Linked DNA regions of Oryctolagus cuniculus: region 2 is linked to region 1. Evidence: chromatin contacts called from public Micro-C data. All regions are on one chromosome and are shown on one strand. Each heading gives the region's core, a stretch centred on a gene start, on an enhancer-like site or on the middle of the called end of the contact. The rest is flanking DNA. Distances are from core to core; before and after follow the strand shown. Region 1 has its middle 41 kb from the start of SOCS2. Region 2 overlaps CRADD (CASP2 and RIPK1 domain containing adaptor with death domain).

Region 1 (6,789 bases), core at 3,005-5,504:
TACTTACCTTACAACTTTATAATTATTTCCTTCATTCCATGTTTCAGTTTTTCTATGCTGCCCTGAATGAGAAACCATAGCATTGTCTGACTTCTGCCTCTTCCTACTTATCTCTTTTGTCTATTTAGGCCTTCATCCATCCATTTATTGCTTCTGTCATATTTACTACACATCTCCATGTGCCAAGCACAGGGCAAGGTCCTGGAACTCAAGAGATTGGGTGTGTCAGGGGAAGCACATATTCCAGCGATTAAGGTCCCCAGGGGCTGCCTGAAACTGTGGCTAGAACCAGTCCCTGTATGTATTATGTTTCTCCTTATAAATAGTACCTGTGGTCAAGCTGAGTTTATGAGTTAGGCATAGTGAAAGATGAACAAAGGCAGCAGTGCTACAGATAGATTATAACAGTGTAATAAATAAAAGTTAAATTATGCATCTCTGGAATATTCCATTTAATGTTGGCTCCCTGGCATTGACTCTGGGCCACTGACACCATAGGGGGGCTACTGTACAGTAAGCCAATGACTATGACGGAGGTACAGTGGGCCTCCAAATCTGTGGCTGCAACCCACAGTGGATCAGAAACATCTTGGAGATTCTATCTGTACTGAACATGCCCAGATTTTTTTTTTCTTCTCATATTCTCAACAACGTATCTACACTGTGTTAGGTATTGTAGGTAATGTAGAGATGGTTCATACTCCATGAGAGAGTGTCATAGACTACATTGCGAATCCTGGCTTGCTTTCTGTCACGGCCTTCGGTATTTGGAGAGTGTGGTAGTTGCAGAGGGTCCTGGAACCAGTCCTCAAGGGGTACCCAGGGACCACTGTATTTACAAAGAATCAAAGAAGCCAGAAAGAAGACCTCGGTCTGCTCCAGGAAATCAGAGCAGTCCTCAGAGGAGAGGCAGCTTTTGACTTGCTACTTAAAACATGAGTTGGCCTGGCTAACAAACCAGAGCACTAAAGACTGCTTGCCTTTCAGAAGAGTTTGTATTTTTCCTGGGAAGTAAGGGAGCTATTGAAAGCTCTTAAGCAAGAGGGTGACAGTATCAGATTCTGTGGCACTGTGGAGCCTGCCCTGTAGGGACATGACCCTTCTTAACCTGATCCCTGGACTTGCAAGGGATCCATGAATAGAATGGCTGGGATCTGTGAACTCGGGTAGGAAAAAAGTTAATTGCTATTGTCACCATCCCGTAAGCTGAAATTAAGTGTTTCCTTCTAATAGGAATCTAGACAACAAATTGCAGTAGAATTAGCAGAAGATGTGAGCTTATCACCAATAGACATCTAGCATTTTGATATTAATATCATGGTGGTTATACCTAAAATACCTTTGGTTCTTTTTACTAAGCCAAAATTCGCGCAGATGTTAGGGCTATGGATACATTTGATTAATTAATGTTTTTATGAGTTAAGCACACTCTTCTGAGTAGCGGCTCAAAGTCTTTGCAGACTGCCAAAGGGGTCATAGGAGGTCAGAATTCATGCACCTGAAGAAGATGAGTGACAAGGCAGTCCCGTGCAGCCTGGGGCAGTAATGGGGAGGAAGAGGAGGCGGCAGCATCTGTGGGAGATGCTGGGGAGAGTGAACTTGCTGATAGATTAGGGGCATTACACCGAAGGAGGGGTTTGCACACACCCCTCTGCCCCATCAGGTTTCTGGCTGGAGTCAAATTCTTCCTGTGCTTATCATGATTGTCCTTTCCTATCTGTTGCTATCAGTATTCACCTCTTCCACTTTTGTCCAAGAACAACATGTAGTGTGGTTTAAAAAAATCCAGTGCTCTGGAAAGGTAGACTCGAAACAGCCATCCTTTGTTCATCTCATCTGCACATGCCAGACCTACACTTTTCCTTTCTTTTCATCTTTTTAAAAAATCTACTTGAGGGTCCGGTGCTGTGGTGCAGCCAGTAAAGCCATCGCCTGCAGTGCCAGCATCCCATAAGTGCACCACTGCTGCACCACTTCCGATCCAGCTCTCTACTATGGCCTAGGGAGGCAGCGAAAGATGGCCCAAGTCCCCAGGCCCCTGCACCCATGTGGGAGACCTGGAAGAAGCTCCTGGCTCCTGGCTTTAGATTGGCCCAGCTCTGGCCCTTGCAGCCATTTGGAGAGTGAACCAGCAGATGGAAGACTTCTCTCTCCCTCTCTTTCTACCTCTCTCTCTCTCTTTGCTTTTCAAGTAAATAAGTACATCTTTAAAAACATTATTTAAAAAATTTGCTTGAGAGGCAAGGGGGTGGAGAGTAGAGAGAGCTTTCTTCTGCTGGTTCACTTCCCAAATGCCAGGGATGGCTGGCGCTGGGCCAGGCCAAAGCCAAGAGTCAGCCTGAACTCCATCTAGGTTTCCCACATGAGAAGGACCCAGCTACTTGAGCCATCGCCTACTGACTTTCAGGTTGCACACTGGGAGGAAGCTGGAATCCGAAGTGCAGGTACACCTTGAACCCAGGCACTCCAATATGGGTTGCTAGCATCCCAAGTGGCTACTTAACTACTGCACCAAACACCTGCTCCTATGTAAACATTTTTATTTTGTACTTTTTTAGGAAGTTTATTTGAGAGAGATCTTTCATCTGCTGATTCGCTCCTTCAATGCTGAACAACTAGGCTGGGCCAGGCTGAAGTCAGGAGCCAGCAGGAACTAGACCTTGGTCTCCCACATGGATAGCAGGGACCCAAGTACTTGCGGAATCCTCTTCTGCCTCCCAGGGTGTGCATTAGCAGAGAGGCAGGACTGCATCCCAAGCACTCAGATATGGGATAAAGGCCTCTCAAAGCAATGGCTTCACCGCTGTGCCACAGCACCCATCGCACCTAGGTGATCTTAAACCGGAAGCTCAGAAGATGGGTTTGCAGCTTACACCGTCATTACTGTGTTCAAGGTGACACAGCTGATGTCAGCATGGCTGCTCAGGTTGCAGACTGCAGAGCCCCGGGTTTGCTCTGCCTGACACGCCTAGCCAGGCTTCTTGTGAGGTCAGGAATGTACAGTTCTGCGGTCTGATGTATTTTGATGTTACCAGATAAAATTGATGGCTGGCACTTTTTTTTTTTTCCTAGGAAAAACACATTTAAGATGTTTCCAAGTTGATTTGTAGGAACTTGATGTTATTAGAACTTTGTCAAGAAACTTTTTCCCAAGTAGCAGAAGGAATAAAGGAACTTCACTTCTGAGGGCTGTTAACAGCCCCTCCTGTGAGTGCCAAAGCTGAACCGGCCGACAGAGTGCCTGCTCTCACAAAAACAGGCAAGTTTCTGGACTTGAGAGAGTTATCGATACAGGAACACGCAGGTTTAGCTGTGGATGGACGACCAGCTCCCACTTTTTTTTTTTTTTTTTAAGAAAAAGGTCCCATCTCCCCGCTTCCCCATTGTTTTTCTAACATTTCCCGGTCTGGTAACCAGAGACAGGACTCTGGGGTTAACCTGGAGGTTTGATTGCTGTTTACGGTTCTTGCTGTCTTTAGATGGCTGGCGCGGGAGAACTGGGTCTGGAAGAATGGCACTGTTGAAAGCTTCCTGCCCAGCTCACACATGCTAATCACAGTCCTTTTCTGCATTTATATGGTAAATATTTCCGAGCAAGTGAGAGAGAGAGAGAGAGAGAGAGAGAGAGAGAGAGAGAGAGAGGGAGAGAAAGTGCCTGGTAATGCGAAGTTCCTTCTTTAAACTGAACTGGCTTCTCCCTAATGCTAATGGGTGGAGTAACAAGTTTTTACTTGTTGGTCGTGCAGTTAAGTCTCAGAATACTCTTGGAGCAAAAGTAAAAAAAAAAAAAGTTTAAAAAGTGCTCTAAAATTGTACTGCTTTAGACATTTTAGATTTGGAAGAAGTGTTTAAGCTCCAGACCTTCAAACCCAGCTTTTTCAGAAGAGGTGAATTTCATCAGCAGGTTAATGGAGCATCAGCTAAGGATCTTTTATAGTAACTAACAACAGGAGGTTAAAAAAAAAAAAAGGAAAGAAAAAAAAACACCCACAAGGTTTAGCAAGACAGACTGGAAGCGACTTGAACTTGACCTGAGTTTACATCTATTATACAAGAACAGGAACGAATTAGCCAGGGTAGATATTTCTAGGAATGAGCTAAGGGGAATGAAAAAGCAAAGAGAGCTGGAAGAGGAGGCGCGCACACTTCGCGATCTCTCTGCCTGAGAACTTCGTCCGGCCGCGGTCTGGCTCCCGCGTCCGGGGCGGCGGCGACGTGCGCCCGGGCGGCGCAGAGGCAAGGGCGCACGTCGCCGCCGAGCCCGGCAGCCGGAGCTCTTTGTCTGGAGCCGGGCTGCTGCGCGGAGCCCAGGCGCGGCCGTGGCGTGGCGGCTCCTCCCAGACCCGTGGCGGCTCCCGCAGGACCTTATGTAAGGCGGCCTCGCAAGAAGGACACGCTTGCCGGCGGACCCACGTCAACGAGTTCCCTCTGGGAAGCGCGCCAGACGAGTGCGAGCGCGCGCCTGGCTTTCACAGCTTTGCCCCCTGCCGAACGGGTTAACTTCCTCACCGGGCTTTCTGGGAGGCCGGGGCGAGGCTCCTCCAGGCGCATCCGTTCTTGTTTTTGTTAGCGCAGGGTAAATAATCACCTTTTCTTATGAGCTCTTTTTTTCCCCCCAGTTTTTCTCCAACGTGCTGTAGTCAAAAACCCAGTCAGTTCACAAGGGTACGACGTGGAAAGTAAGATGACCAAACCCCTACCCTCCCCATCCCCCAAAGAAGTAACCATGGGTAGACGTTTATTTATTTATTTATTTATTCTGCCAGGATTTTGAGAATGTATCTATTTGAATCTTTTTTTTCAAAAGCACTCTCAAATTGTACTGGACGGTACCTTCTGCTATGCATTTTGCTTTTTTTTTTTTTTTTTTTTTTAGATCTGATACTTGGGGTCTTTTTGTGTAGCCCTTTATATATTTATGGGACCACCCGGCTCTTCCTCTTATTTTCAGCAGTTGCACAGTATTCCATGGTATGAATGCACCATCATCGAGGGAACCTACGTCCTCTCAGTGGACGTGTCGCTTGTCTCCCGTTTTCTGCTATTACAAACACTGGCACAGTGCAAGTCCTGAGGTTAATGCTGCTGTGTGCTTATGTGAACATAGATGTTGGATAACTTCCAACCCAACAGTGGCATTTTTGGAGTGGAAGGCTGTGTGCATTTCACATTTTCCCGGGTATTTACAAATCACGTTACAGAAAGGTCACCCGATTGATAATTTCAGACTTCAAGTGAGTTAGGATATTTCAAATTGAAAACCTGAGGGTTTTCCTGAAAATACTGTTAATTTTTAAAACAGCATGTCCGATACCCAGATCAGATCAGCTTATTTGTTTGCTAACTAAAATGCCCTGAAAATTAAATTTCTATTCCAGAAAGGATGTCTCTGGAGTGCTCAGGTTCAGTGTTCTGCCGGGACCCGACACCCTCTTCCCACGCAGGACCAGAGACCTGCAGTGCTGCGGGCGCAGGCTCATGGCTTTGTGCCTTGACTGTGGCTCCAAAGACAGCTGAGTGCTTCTAGAACCCCCTGGGGCAGAGTCACTAGGGTGTTTCTGTATGTGTGTTGTCTTCGCTGAGTTCTGTTCAGAAGACAGGGATGGAACACAACAATGGGACAGGTTCTTCCTTCTCAACACTGTCTCTTATCCCGACGGTCCCCTTAATTCCTCTCTCTCTCTCCTCTTCATGTTCCTTTCATAGCGACAGCAGAATTGATTTTCTGTGAACTGAAAGCTGGCTCGGGAGGGCAGCTCACTTTGCCTGTGGGGAGACCCGACCCTGGACTCTGTGTCTGCATCCTGTCCCCAAAGCGGGTATCTGATCTGCTAATGACTTCACGTGCTGCGGGCATTCCACCTCCACAGAGACACTTCATTGTCTTATTTTCAGTTTAAATTTTTACAGTTAAAACTCAAGACAGAGGAAACCAAACAGCTAGACATGAGTTTCAAAAAACTCCTGGTTCAAGTTGCTATTAAATTGCTGCATAAATGACCACAGTGGCACCTTCAATTACCTTTTAGATTACAAGTAACTTTTTGGGAAGTGCAGAACTTTGACAAGGGTTTCAGTTCCCAAATTACCTGCTTGTCTAGAAAATGGCTTTTTTTTTTTTTTTTTTTTCCAAAACCGAGTTTCTTCAGGCTCAAAACTCACGTTCATATCAGACTAGGATTTGGATGTTAGGAAAGGGGGGGTGGGTAGAAAAAAAGAAAAACAAAAACAGACCAAAGCAAACTAAAGTAAGTTTCCCATGGAAGGTCTGAATTTCTGTGGCTTTGGAAACTGCTCCATTATTTTATAGAGACGTATGGCTGAGGAAATAACAGAAATAAATTGATAGGCATAGTAAAGGCTGTCTCATCGAACCCAGGTTTCCAGTAACACATTAGAAACCAGCAGGAAGAGAGAGGAGGTGAAATGTGTTGCTCCCTGGTGTTGGCCCTAAATAGAACGTTCCTCACAGCCGGCAGGAAGCACCTGCAGTATTATTTGCTTCAGAAATTCGGAAATAAATTGTTTTGGAAATAAGAAGGAAAAAATAAATTGGTTCCTAAGTTCAGGTGCTTTAAACATTTTCGCGTATACACATTAGGCTCATCTGAATCCTGATGATGATGAATGATTTCAAGCTCATCCTGTATTTAAATTTAAGGAAGTCACAGAGAATGTCAGATAGGAAATCCAGAGAGCATTTCAGCTTACCTCTCCATCTCCTTTCCTTGTTTTGGCTAATGCTGACCTGCAATATTAAGATGCTTTCATTTTTGCAGCTCTTTACGT
Region 2 (6,789 bases), core at 1,482-3,981, 160 kb after region 1:
TAAAAATAGGGACAAATAGAATAATTTTTTTCAGTTGTTAAGAAATAACTGAATCTGTACTTTTGAATTAATACAAAGGCCAGTATTTTAGAGAACATTAATAATCATTGTAGAGGCTGTTATTTACAGCTCTGCTTTTAGTTTATAATATGCAGTAGAAGATTTTAATTTTAGGAAACAAATCATAAAGCAAAAGTTTACTGGGGGAGTTTTGCCAAAGATAGAAAAATACTTAGATGGAAAAATGTGTTTAATTAATACTTTGCCCACTTTTTGTAATGGACTGTAGGGCAATTAGATTGATTCAGAGTTTTAACTAGTAGTACCTGCATCTGTTTAGTAATGATTTTTGAATGTAGAAAGAAAAATATACCAAAGCAGACTGGGTACTTACTAGATATTTAACATTGATGAATCATAATTAAATAGTGAAGTAGGATAATTAGACTAATTTCCAACATCTAAATATTTCTCTTTAAAATTTCAGTTAAGTTTGAGGAAATCTCAGAAGTGAGATACCCATTAGCTATAGAAAAGGAATTTGAAGCATCATAAGCTCTCCAAATTTTTCTACGCCATTAAGATTAATGTTTTTGAAAGAAAAATAATTTTAGAGCGGACTTGTTTAATTGTTTATCTTTGTAATGCTGTGTTTACCAAAGGTTTTGTTTTTAATTAAAAAAATCTTAAAGGGAGATATCTAGATGAATATATTTTTGGTTGTCATCATTCTTGATTGTTACCATGGTTAGAACATGAAAATAAGATGGAGTGGAATATATTTCAGATGGAGTGGAATATATTTCTTTGAAACCCATTTTGTTTACATCAAGATGTAACTGAAAATATAGGAGTTTCATGTAATCACTCATGATGATTTTGAAATTCTCTGGATTTAAAAAAAATGATTATGATTAGTTTTTTGTTCTTGCTACAGAATATAGCAGTTGACTTGTTTTTCTGTATAACTGCTTGTTATAGTTTAGAAAATAAATCTATAAAAAAAGTATGTTTGATAATTTTGTTGTATAAACCACATAATACCTGTTAAAAACTGTTTGACTTTCGGTTTTAAAACAGCTCTGTAGTTTGGTGAGTCCTGCAAAAATTCCGGCTTTCTCTGTGGCCTGCCAGCCAAATAATTTTTGCAGCATTTTCCTTTGCTTTCTTATAAACACTTAAAAATCATACTGGGTTTTCTTTAAGGGCAGTAATTAAGTTAGAAAGCACCAAAGTTACTATGAAATTGCCCTTTATTTTCTCATCTGACAGAGAGGGGTGATAGTTTTTGAGTATCCCCTGTGAGCTGTTTTTGAAACAGAAACACTTAGGGTTGCTATTCTCATGGAGCTGAATGAATATGTGCTTTATTACAGATGAAAGGATTTTGCCGGACTGTGTAGCTTTAGGATGAGTTTTGTTGCTTTCATGCGTAGGCAAAGATATTATTGAGTTTATTTTTGCTTAGAGTATCTTGAAATCTGCTCCCCCCTCCCCCATCTCATACATCCAAATTTGGGATAAATGGTGACAACTCTGTGAGGACTGCAGACTGTCGTGTTGTTTACTAGAAAGCATGACACACGTAAGACGGTGGCTAAGGACTGTGGAGTCCCTCCATAGAAGTTATCATGAAATGAAGAAGTCAAAATATCAAGAACAGTGCTTTTACTACAGTAAAATATGGTGTGTTTTTACTACAATAAAAGCTTTTATTTCCTCTGTAAAACCCTGATACCTCCTAGTAAGCTCTGGATCTAATTTTCAGCTACTAGAATCATTTAAATACAGAAGTTAGGATGACACTCTATGCTTAAGGCCCGCTATTCTGAGGTTATTAGTGTTGGTTTGAATTTGCAAATTATATAGTGTGTGATTAATTCGCAGCCAGGGTCGATGGTGGCTCGTTCGTGGAGTTTTGAAAGAGAGGAGTCTGATGAAATATTACACAGAGCCTTTCTGCTTCTGTTTGTGACTCTGTAAATGCTTTAAGATGCTTGGATTCTGTCGTGTTCTCAAGGCTATGGGTGAAGTAGCTTAGAAGTAAAATTAACATTTTTCTCCTCTGTGAAATGAGTGCTGGACCGTGCTTTCTAGGCTCTTCCGGAAGACAGTAATCTCCCATTCTGAACTCCTAGTGCCATTCTCTGCCACACCTTTCTCTCCTCCGAACTCTTTGCACTCCTCGACTTCTGTTATCTGATTTGCAAGTCAGTGTGCTGGAAAGTTCTGTATTGTACTGCCCAGAGCCCCAGCTGCAGTTCCTTGCGGGTCTCAATAACACGAAGGTACTCTTCAAACCCGCTCGGAAAGGAAAAATCTCCTTAAAAGATGGCAAACTTTGCTTTCATGTCAGTCCCAAATGAAGTTCTGTGCTGCATCTGGCCGAGCCGGGTAATCCAATCTATTTTAATGCAAAGATTTTCCAAGAAGGCAGGAAACTGTCAAGGGGGAGGCTTTCAGGCATCTGCTGTTTCGTTTCCAGATCCCTTGTGTTAATTTAATGTTTCTAGGGAGCCGGGCTCTTTCTTTTTTCTCGGAATCCCTTCTCTAGGAACTGGTGTGCGCGGTGGCGCTGTGCGAGGAGCAGATAAGCCAGAGCGCTCGGCGGGGGCGCACAGCCCCGCGTCCCCGCGCCCAAGGGCGTCCGGCCGCTCCTCGTGTCCCTCCGGCCGCTCCTCGTGTCCCTCGCCTGTGGCGCAGAGCGCACCGGGCGACTAGGGGTACGCTCGAAAGGAGTGTTTATTTTCATTTGTCCAGTTGGGCTCTCGTGAAATGTAAATACGAAGTGATTGGCTCGTCCTCACTTCACCAAAACCAGGGGAACTCAAGGAAACAAACGCAGCCCAGCGTGAACTTGAAGGAAACGTGAATCTCGCATCAACACTTGGCGTTTGTGTTTAGGAAAGAGAATACCGCGGAAAAACAGCGTTCCCCGCGACAGCCCGCTGCCCGGCTTCGGTCAGTCAGCAGTGCCAGGTTGCTGGGAAGTCGCCCGCGCCCTTGTGATGAGCCCGTTCCGTAGATTTTTGTTTGGAAGGGTTGCAGACCGTCCTGCTAGTCAGGTGTTTGTTTGAGTCCAGATCCTGAACGGGCCAGAAGTCCCTGGCGGGCCAGGCCTCTCTCCCGGGTCTCAGCTGCCATCGCAGACTGCTAGGCGACACGGAACTTGCCTTTTGAAAAGGAATTCTGCAGAAGAATTAAAGATAAAAGTCGGCCCTTATAAAATAGTTTCGTTTTAGAATAGGGTATGCCATTCCTTTAGTGCTAGTCATCGGTCTTGCCAAGAACTGTCCTTGCTACCTGAGGCCGAAGTGACAGGAGCTCCCCGGGGCCTTCAGAGGAAGAGAGACCTCCTTGTCCCTTGTCTGCTAGAGCCAGAACTGCCCGCGATCTGAAGCTGACGGTGGTCTGGAGTGTGGAGGTCCTTCAGACCCGGTGTTCCACGGAGTTCTAGGAATCCCGGCTCTAATATTTCAGGCAGTTTTTTATTTTTGAGGCAGCCAATTCCTTTGCTGATGAGCTCCAATTGTTAGAATGTTTTTCTTTATATAAAATTGACTTCTCTGTAATCGTTCTTGTCTTCCCTTAAAAACAAAAACACCTGAAATAACGCCTATATTGTGATGAGGGCTTACATATTTGAAGACCATAAGACGAACGTGTTCTTGGATTAAGGGACTGATAACTACATTTAGGGCTCCAAATTCTGGCTTTATATTTTATGAATTTTCTTTTGAATAGCATAGAAACAATGTCAAAATTGCTGATTTTAAGGTACTGCTTGAGATTATGCAATAAAATGTTAGCAACATTTTTTAATTTTAAAAACTTTGATGATTTCACACTAATCCTCATCAGCTAAGGTAGGTTTTTTTTGTTTTGTTTTTTAGTTTCTATGTAACTTATTGTACTGTAGCTAAAATCATTAAAGATAAATGAGTTTAACAGATTCGTAAGTGCTCGTTTTTGGTTCTTTGTTGCCTTAGTCCTCGTTATTAGTTTTATATTGCTGCCATAGTAAGTTACCACAAACTTAACGGCATAGGACAGTATCCATTTATTTTCTCGCTGTTTCTGTGGTTCAGAAATTTCGGCACAATATGGCTTTTCTGGGCTGCGTGCTTGGGCCTCATGAAGCAGCAGCAGAAGGCCTAGACTTTTATGCAAAGGTCTTTGGAGACCATCTTGTAGACTCCTTGGCAGAATCTCATTTCTCCTGGTTGTTGGATGGGGTGCGGGTTCCCGTTTTCCTTGCTAGCTAGCTGTTAGCCTAGGCTGTCTGGCAGGGCTGCCCCCTCCTCTTTAAAGCTAGCAGCAGCATGTGGAATTCCCTTCAAGTCTCCCTACCTTCTCCTTCTGGTTTCCCTGTTCTGCTTTTAAAGGACTCCTGCGATTATATTGGGCCGCCTGAATAATACCAGTTAATCTCTCTGGTCAATTGAGAGGTACTTGGTTAAGTGTTTGATTGAATAACCAGGGGATGGAACTTTTAGGGGGGATGTCTTTGGAATTCTGCTTACCACACCCCTATAGATACAGCTTGCCTATGATGGCAACAGCCATAATTCATCATTTAAAAGAGATTGTTAAGCATTTTAACTCTCATAATTTTGTAAGGTACCATTAAAATTAAAAACTCAGGTAATACAAATGGTACCTATAAATCATTTTTCAAAGCTTAATAAAATAATAAACATTCACAATAAATTGTTATTATTTAATCTCAAACTTCCATTTTGCAACATTTTCCCCAATCTTCTTGCATTGTTTTTGGTGTCACATAATAGAATTGTATCAGGTGGAAGTCAGTTTATAGTGCCAAAGTTTATATATATATAAATATATATATAATGTTCTTTAAAAGGATTCTTTTCTGATTTTAGTCTTGGGGAGTTTTTTTTAATATATATATTCAAAGATAATTCAACTATGGATGGATGAGTTCTGTCTCTCCTCTCTGTAACTCTGCCTTCAAATAAATCTTAAAAACAAAAAAGAATGCCTTTCCTCTGCACTCTAATTTTAGCCTTAGAGAGTTTTTGATATATTGAAAACTAATTCCACTAGAATCCAAATTGGGTAAGACCCCAGATTCCCTGACCTAGCTGATTATTAGAATTATTAGAATTTTTTTTTAATGTACTGGCAACTTTGTAGTTGGAGGCCACCTGTAAACATTCTCGTTACTTCTTGTAAAGCTGCATGGTTCTTCCACCTTGTTTTAGATAGAGGGAACAGAAAGCAGATCTGTGTGTATATTCTAATTTACTATTTATGAATCTTGACTACCATTTGTTACCTAAGTTCTAATGTTTCACTTTCAGAAAATTTAGCTGACACTCATTCAGAAGTATGAATTGTATATGGGAAAATTCCAGAGTTTTAGAACAACTGAAAGGGGCATAAAAGGGTGCTCAACAAATGTGAGGGTAGAACAGAAAGCAGCAGGAGTATTTGGCTCTTAGGGGGAGTTTTATGAAAACTCTCAAGGACTTCCCCATATCCTTTCAATGACTCTCCCGTTACTTAGTAACTCCAGCAAGTAGGAGGCCAAGTAGAAGGAGAGAAATGGGGATCTCTAAAGGCTGTGCTCGGGAGTGGTGCTATGGGGAAGTGACCAGTGGTCTGGAGCTATGAGGTGGGCGCTTAGGCTGCAGGTGTGCTGAGACTTGAACCTGCTACCCCGTGAGCCCTCACGGCAGTGTACTGGCCACATTTTTGCTGTATGTCTCCGGTGACTGTGTATTTGAAACACACAGTGTAGCAGAGGCACTTCTTTTGCTGCCCTTGATTTATGATGATTTTCATGAATGCTTGTCATGGACATTTTGGTATAGAAAGTTTTAATTATGGCTCAGCATCTGCGTAATTAATCAAGTAGAATGATTTAGAGTTCTGTTATTGCTGAAGTGTTTACAGCTGGAAGTTAATGGACCCATGCCAGTGTATTATTAAGTGCACAATTACTTATTTGTCTATTTATCCTTGCTCCACCTTATTATAAAAGGATATTAAGCAAATTTACAAGACATATATCCTCCCCTCCCCCTAAAATAAATAGATGAAGAAATTAGAGCAAAAGGAAAACAAGACTTGAAGAAAAATAACAAGGCTGGGAGGAGTGGGGTTAGGGCAAAGAATATGTGGGATCAAACTCTACACAGGTGCTGGAGATAGGCTGTCCACTTGGCTCTGGATTTCCTAGCAGCCACAACAAAATGGGAGAAAATGAATCAGCTGTAGCACTCATCACATTTGTATGGTGACTGTAAGAAGGTTGGGATTTTTCCCTCGTGCTGAGAAGGAGCCATTTGAAGCTTTTCTTCAGCTGGAAAGGTTAACTTTGAACTTTGGCAGAAATACAAGTGAACAGTGTGACAGCGTGGAAGCAGCTCAGGGGATTCCTAGTGTTACCCCTCTTCTCCTTGGTCGATGTTGTAGTATTCCAGCATGCTCCTTGGTGCAGAGAGCTCTAACGGTAGCTGTTCTTTCCGGAAGCTGCAGACTTCCCCACAGATCCTGTGGGCATGCTTAGCTGAACCTGATCTTTTTTTTTTTTTTTTTCCAAAATGGAAACATTTGATCATGAAGAATTTTTCTTTCTTGTATACTTTCATATCGTTAGTTCCCAACCTGGGAATTAGTGGTATTCCAAAAGTTCATTTTTAAGTTGCTTGTTTGAATCGAACAATATATTTTCCCAAAGAAGCATGTTGTCTACCATCTAATTTCAGACTTGCAATGAACCCAAGGTTCAGAGAGGTTAAATCTGAATAAAGACAGGTC

Evidence for each region. Hi-C and Micro-C count contacts between places; a contact is called where the count stands out from the background.
Region 2: a contact with region 1 is called in a Micro-C map of ear pinna, with 3 times the contacts expected there. The contact joins two enhancer-like sites. A contact is called at or near these places in 3 of 6 Hi-C or Micro-C datasets (ear pinna, psoas muscle and an unstated tissue).

The regions. Positions count from the first base shown.
Region 1 is chr11:96,545,332-96,552,120 of mOryCun1.1, forward strand. No RefSeq gene overlaps it. Among named protein-coding and RNA genes, the nearest start is that of SOCS2, 41 kb to the left of the region's middle. Within about 2 kb of position 4,255, at least 5 of the 8 cell types and tissues checked have an H3K27ac peak or open chromatin away from gene starts, as enhancers often do. A contact at or near this core is called in ear pinna, where this site is marked.
Region 2 is chr11:96,704,145-96,710,933 of mOryCun1.1, forward strand. The region is part of intron 4 of CRADD (CASP2 and RIPK1 domain containing adaptor with death domain); the gene reads left to right. Among named protein-coding and RNA genes, the nearest start is that of CRADD, 110 kb to the left of the region's middle. Within about 2 kb of position 2,732, at least 7 of the 8 cell types and tissues checked have an H3K27ac peak or open chromatin away from gene starts, as enhancers often do. A contact at or near this core is called in ear pinna, where this site is marked.